Regions from separate parts of the Sus scrofa genome. Here region 1 is linked to region 2. The links are chromatin contacts, called in public Hi-C maps. All regions are on one chromosome and are shown on one strand. Each heading gives the region's core, a stretch centred on a gene start, on an enhancer-like site or on the middle of the called end of the contact. The rest is flanking DNA. Distances are from core to core; before and after follow the strand shown.

Evidence for each region. A called contact is a pair of places that touch in the nucleus more often than the background predicts.
Region 1: a contact with region 2 is called in a Hi-C map of psoas muscle, with 2.3 times the contacts expected there. The contact joins the promoter of LOC100620188 here to the enhancer-like site in region 2. A contact is called at or near these places in 10 of 47 Hi-C or Micro-C datasets (embryonic fibroblasts, fetal heart ventricle, heart right ventricle and 6 more).

What each region holds. Positions count from the first base shown.
Region 1 is chr6:119,191,798-119,195,222 of Sscrofa11.1, reverse strand. It overlaps LOC100620188 (zinc finger protein 396), which reads left to right and starts at 1,893. Exons shown (of 4, transcript XM_013999297.2): 1 at 1,893-2,466.
Region 2 is chr6:118,837,046-118,840,587 of Sscrofa11.1, reverse strand. All of the region lies in intron 1 of MAPRE2 (microtubule-associated protein RP/EB family member 2), which reads right to left. Among named protein-coding and RNA genes, the nearest start is that of MAPRE2, 22 kb to the right of the region's middle. Within about 2 kb of position 2,032, at least 7 of the 83 cell types and tissues checked have an H3K27ac peak or open chromatin away from gene starts, as enhancers often do. A contact at or near this core is called in skeletal muscle, where this site is marked.

The DNA.
Region 1 (3,425 bases), core at 644-3,143, 350 kb before region 2:
CCTATGCACTAGTTCAGACCTCCATCAGGTTCAGCCTGGATCTTGCAATAGTTTCAGAGCTGGTCACCCTATCTTGAGTTTAGCCTCCCCTCAAATCATCCTACATTGCCATGGGAGAGTTCTAACTGAATTGCAGATAGTTTGTGTTCCTCGCTCAAGATCCTCGCTTTAATCCAGAGACTTTTACTTGGCCTGCCAAATCTTTAAAAACTAGACCATTACTTACTTATTCATTTTCATCCTAAGTCACTCATCATCAGCCTGACATCCTTCAATTCAAAAAATCTAAACATTACATTCTGGTCCCTCAGTCTGAAATGTACAAACACTCAGCTCTCCCCAACAGCTCCAATTCCTATCTATCCACCCCTCTCCCCTACACCTTCCTTTCTTTAATTAAGATGCTTTTGTAGCATCCTGTCAATAGTATCTTCAGAACAGCTGCCACTTTGTTTAAAATAGTCAGTTTATATGCTCTTCTCCTTAATTAGTCTATCAGTTCCTAAAGAGCAAGAATCTGCATCTCATATTTGAATTCCCAGTGTTTACCAGGCATCTGGTATACAGTAGAAGCTTGCTCTACTGGGAGTTTGTTCCTGCTAATTTCTTTCCACTTTACCCTCAGACATTAAAAAAATAAAAAGCAAACAAAAGACCCCGCCCTTTACTAAGTTTACTGTGAACTATTACAAGGAGTCTTTTACATTTGCTTTTTTTTTTTTTTTTTATTTAGTTTCTTGGATCAGCTATGTGGTAGAATCCTAACTGATGAATTCATCCCTGACTTCTTGCCAAATCATTTGGCTTTTCACAGTTCCTTATTCTCATTGCAGCTTTTGACTGCTGTCTATTTTTCCTTAAGCTACCTTTGACTTCACACCATTGCCAAAAATTTCTTGCCCTTGAGGAATTGTTTTAGATTCCTCGTTGCCTTGATTCATTTGGCTGACCCATCATCACTATAAAAATATTCCTTGTACACATTTGGATTGTCTTGTTATTTGTTACCTCATCAAAAAGAAAAAAAAAATCTTAGCCCATGAAATATGGGCAAGTATTTCAAAAAAAAATTATTCAAATTTAGTGTCATTGTAGGTTAATTAAGATGCAAATTTCTCCAGGTCTGGTATAGACTGAGTAAGCCAGCTTTTTCTCTCACTGTCTCAGACTCCAGTGGGAACATACCTTTTGTTTGCTTTGCTCATATCAAAAGGGTTTTTTTTTCTTCTTATTGTTGTTTATTAATTTTCAAACATCATTGTCTTCTCCCTAATTCCCCACTTCTCTGTACAAGAATATTTCTAAGAGTTCCTAGGGAAAATGGGTGGAGGATGAGACCAATATGTGGGGCTGTGGCCTGGTAGCTCATTTAGCCTGAAATTTATTTTTAAATTTACTTAAGATTATCTGAGGAAATATACATGTATGCATTGGTGCCAAAATATGTGCGTGCTCGAGTTCTCACCTTTTCAAGGGCCATTATGTTCTCTTGTGAAAGCAAGGGGTGGGGTTGGGGGGGGTCAACCCCATTCCTTCCATCACTACTTGGAGCATAGCCAACCTCAGAAGCGCCGACGGTATTACAAGAATGTTGCGCGCAGTGGTAGAAAGCACAGGAGTCTCCCCGTGACCCTGGGCAAGTCACCAAAACTTTGGGTTTATTCCCTGTAAAATGGGAATAACCGTATTGGGTTATTGAAAGAGCCAATGAAATAATGTAAGTACAAGTACTCTGAGAAATAATAATGGTTTCTCTGAACATGAAGCCCAAGCAGCTGGATATACGCACTCAAGGAGTTTTGGGCTCCCCTCGTACTGCACCGCCCCCACCCGCTTCAGGCTGCGGTGGTGGCTCGTCTCCATGGCAACTGCTCCGGCATCCCGGGCCCCGCCCCCTCTCCGCCTAGAGGACCGGAAGCAGCTTGCAGACTGGCGCTTCCCGGGCTTCTCCCCAAAAACGCTGGGCCGTCCTTCCCAGGCCTTAGGTGAGAGTTGAGGTCTCTTCGCGCTGCTAGGCCTCAGGGAAACGACCCTTACCCGGCGGGTCGGGAAGGGGTGGCCGCGGGCCTTGGCACCACCTCACTGCAGCCCCCCCCCCGCAAAGCTCCCACCGCGTACCGGCGCACCCTTCTTCATACACCTCCCCGCGCCACACTCTCAGGCTACGCCTTCCTTGTGCCCCACCGCGCTTTCTCGCTGCCCTCACCTCATCCCCGCAGCTTCTCACCTGTCACTGAGCGTCGGCGCCCCGCCTCTCTTCTCCCTGGCACCCCGTGGCGGCTGACCTCCGCCCCCCAAGCGGACGGCCTCCCATCACCCCTCGCGCGCTTACCTGCCTCCAGCGCGCCCTCCTCTCAAGACCCTCGTAGTCTCGCGGAGTCCGGACTCCGTCCGAGAGCGGTGGCGTGTGGTGGGGGAAGGTGGCCTGGGACCGTCTGGAGCCGGCTCTAGGAGAGGTATTTCCAGGTAAGAGTCGGACCCCTTAGGAAAGACCCCACGGAACTGGGGCCCTGGGCGAAGCCTCCGCTCCAGGGACCAGGTTCGTTACGGACCCTCGCGCGGCGTTGGGGGTTTAGTCTCTTACGTGGAGCTGAGAGCAATTGTGGACCCCGCACAGATTCGGCCGCTGGTACCAAAAAGGCAGAGTGCTCCCGGTGGCCGTTCCTGCGGCTTCCCAGAGGATGCTTTAGCATAGGGGCCCTCTGTGCAACTCCCCTAGTCGGCTCCAGACACGTGGCGGCCTCAAACCCCTCCTGCCGCTCCAGTCTTGACCCCAGATTCTGTTCCAGCCTGGAATCATCTGGGTCTGTTGCTTCTCCTCTCCGCTGGGACCCCAGCCACTGGCTCTGAACCACGCAGCACTGTAGAAAGTGTGGATGGAGTGGACTCAGACCCCAGCCCTGGTACTCTGCCCTTGGTCTCCTTATATGAGCTTGCCCTGATCATACCCAAGCTCGCCCTGGTGGGTTTCCTCATCTCCAACATGAGGATGAAAATAACCTTCCAGAGCTTTTGTGAGGACTTAAATGAGTTTATATTAAGATGCTTAGAAGGGTGCTTGGTACATAGCAAATTCTCTGTGTCAGCTGTTACCCTTTGCAGTGGAGCCCATAGTTATATAAAGTTGTGTCACTTATTTGGTAACCTTCTTGTCTCTCCCCAGCTAGAGTACAAGCTTTGTGCAGCCGCAGACTTTGTTCAGATCACCACCATAACTTCACAGCCTAGAAATTTCTTGGTGAAGTGGGGGGAAAATGGTAAAGAGGAAACATAGGGAGTTCCTGTTGTGGTTCAGTGGAAACAAACTGGTATCCATGAGTATGTCGTTCCTTCCCTGGCCTTACTCAGTGGGTTAAGGATCCAGCGTTGCAGCAAAGTGCAACATAGGTGGCAATTTCGGCTCCGACCCCTCATTGCTGTGGCTG
Region 2 (3,542 bases), core at 783-3,282:
ATGTTACTCATCAATAAAAAACAACAAAGAAACAACTATTGATACCCCAAAAAAATAAATAAATAAAAAATAAAAAAATCCTGGCTCAATCTCCAGAGAATTATGCTGAGTGAAAAAAGCCAATCCATAGGTTAGATACTGTATAGTTCCATTTATCTAATATTCTTGAATTAGAAAAACCACAGGAAGGGCGCATGGATGAGTGGCTGCCAGAGGCTGAGGAAGGAGTGAGGGCTGGAAGGAAGAGGGTATGATTATAAAAGGGCAACAGGAGGTATCCTTTTGGTGCGAGAAGTGTTCTGTACCTTGAACATGTGTCAGTGTCAACCTATTTACTGTGACATTGTACATATATTTGCAAAATGTTACCATCAAGGGGGAAACTGAGTGAAGAGTACAGTGATCTCTCTGTATTTCTTTTCTTTTTTTTTTTTGTCTTTTTGCCATTTCTTGGGCCGCTCCCGTGGCATATGGAGATTCCCAGGCTAGGGGTCCAATTGGAGCTGTAGCCGCCGGCCTACACCAGAGCCACAGCAACTTGGGATCCGAGCCACATCTGCAACCTACACCACAGCTCACGGCAATGCTGGATCCTTAACCCACTGAGCAAGGGTAGGGATCAAACCCGCAACCTCATGGTTCCTAGTCGGATTCGTTAACCACTGAGCCACGAAGGGAACTCCTCTCTGTATTTCTTACAATTACATTTTAATGTAAATCGTCTCAAAATAAAAAGTTTAATTTAAAAAAAAATCAGATTAGAAAGCAACGGGAATTGAGCAAGATATCCCCCCCCCCTTTTTAACCTTTTCAGAGAAGAACAAAAGCCCCAAGGCAGTGGGCCAGATGGGGTCAGGAATTTGCTCCATCTTAGGCAGATCCAAGAAAAATAATCTCTCACCCACGATTTTAGCATTCAGAACTCACTGCCAGCATTTTCTGTCCAATCTTGCCTGTCTTGGAATTTTCTCTGCCGTTATTCCCTCCCTCTCCTCCATTTACCTTCCTGGCCTTAAAATTCAAAATACAGATACAAATACACACACCCCAAGCTGGAAGTGACTTCTCAGCAGCAGTTTGATACACACTGCATTTTGAAAACACTCTCTTATACTTTTGAGTTCATGTTTTCCACAAATTTCCAAAATTCCCATGTCTTATTTGCACAGGAATAGAATGTCATCCTATGTGGTTCATTGATGACAAGGCAGGTATTCTGTATTCTAACCTGGGACACAGACTATTTAGGGCCTAATCATAATCACCCCACAAAGAGGAGCTGGCAGACTTCCTCCCCCCCCCTGCCCCGCCTTAGGAGAGATGCTGTTGACTTGTACTCTTCTTTTTGAGCCCTAAGCAGTCCCTCAAATATGAGCACCGAAAGCCAGCTGCCCTCTCCTGGCTTGTCTGTTGGATATGTTTCACTTGAAAAGACCAAATATCATTGTTAACATAAGAATCAAACTCTTGCAGTTCTGTCCTGGCTCAGGGGTAATGAACCCCACTAGTATCAATGAGAACACAGGTTTGATCCCTGGCCCTGCTCATGGGGTAAAGGATCTGGTGTTGCCGTGAGCTGTGGTGTAGGTCACAGACAAGGCTCGGATCCCATGTTGCTGTGGCTATGGCGTAGGCTGGCAGCTGTAGCTCTGATTAGATCCCTAGCCTAGGAACCTCCATATGCCATGGGTACAGCCCTGAAAAGACAAAAGACAAAAAAAAAAAAAAAAAAAAAAAAAGCCCCCTGAAAGACTGTCTCCTTGTCTGGCCAAAAAACCACCAGCATACAAGATACATTAGAATGAAAAAAAGGGTTGTGAAAATATTGCCAGTCATGCCTCACCCTGGAAGGGAAGAGTTCTCTCTTCTTTGACTGCTACGTATCTGGCCAATGAGACTTCTGATCAACCAAAGGTTAAAGCATTCTACTGGCAAAGAGGCAGGAATCACTGCCTCCCCAGCTGTTCCCAGCTTTTCTGGGAAGAGGACACCACTGGGACCTGAATCCCAGTTTCCCTCCCAGGAGTTGACTCTGCTATCTTTGGATCTTCATAATAAGCAGTGTCTTGAATTCCAAACTCCCCGTAGCTGCTCGGAGAGACTGAATCACGGCAGTTGTAGACCACATCTTTTTGTGTGGGAGGTCCATGACTTTCTAGGAATAAAGCAACTTGATGCCTGAGCAGAAGGTCACAGAAGATGAATCCTTAGACCGATACCAGCCTTCCAGAGAGGCCCTGCCTCCATCACGAGATGCCCCAATTAGTGGTCTCTGGTTGAGCTCAGGGCTCTTCCAAGGGGCTCCAGAGAAAGGCCAAGAGCCTGCCCAGTTCAACTCCCCCAGGGGACCAGAGGCATGACTGCCGGGAAGCAAACAGCTGAGCACACAGCAGGGAAACCAAACCAGGGAGGTTATCCGGCAAGCAAAGGTCAAACGACACTGAATCTTGGGTAGGGAATATGGTACCAGGCATTCCTCTCCTTAGAAAAGGCAGGCTGCACATGACCCATCTTGTATATTAGAGGGCTTTTGGAAAATGACAGCTGGCTGATAAAGGGATTTTGGTGGGATCTATGAAGAATGGTAATGATGTTATAAACGTCTTTTGGTCGTGTGATTTGGGTTTCTATAAAAATAAAAGATCATCCCGAGAGACTATCTAAAGTGATAACTATAATTAAATTAAAATTCAGTCCTTTTCTTACAAAATGAGCCTAACTCCCTCTTCTAGGCTCCTCCTTCATCCATCTGCTCCTAGCTGTAGAAGTAGTTAGACTGCCCTTTCTATTCTAGAACATTCATAGTGCTAATGTAAAAAATAAATTTAAAAAGTGACACGAGACAAACTACCTTTGAGAAATGCTACATGCATTGTATTCCTGCGAAATATTTTTGATAATTTTTCACTTCTTTTGTTCATTGAAAATCTAATACCCTTGAAAAGAGAGTCGTTTAATAGAGCAGCTCCTCTGCTCACAAGTGTAATTGATAATAAAATGTAGCAGCATGTTCATGAAGCAGGAAAGCAACACAGAGAACAGTATCAGATTGTCTTAGAGTCCAGGGTTCAAATTTGTTGCTCAGGTCATAGAGGAAACTAGAACCTTGCTTTACCTGCGTCCTGCCTGTAGTTGGTTATTCCTTTGACCACCCAAAGAAGCAACATTAAAAGCATAAGAAGGGGGAGTTCCCATTGTGGCTCAGTGGTTATGAACCTGACTAGTATCCATGAGGACGTGGGTTCAATCCCTAGCCTCACTCAGTGGGTTAGGGATCTGGCGTTGCTGTGAGCTCTGGTATAGGTCACAGATGTGGCTGGGGTCCCAAGCTGCTGTGGCTGTGCTGTAGGCCAGCAAATGCAGCTCCAATATGATCCCCAGCCTGGAAATTTCCATATGCTGCACTAAAAAGAAACAGAAGTGTAAGAACATATATTTGAAGGAATAGGGCACCAAGTTTTGACCTTTGTAACTTTTTTTAACATGAAGTTCCTATCAATTCATTTGCTCAACATTTATTGAGCACATAACAGCTACTATTT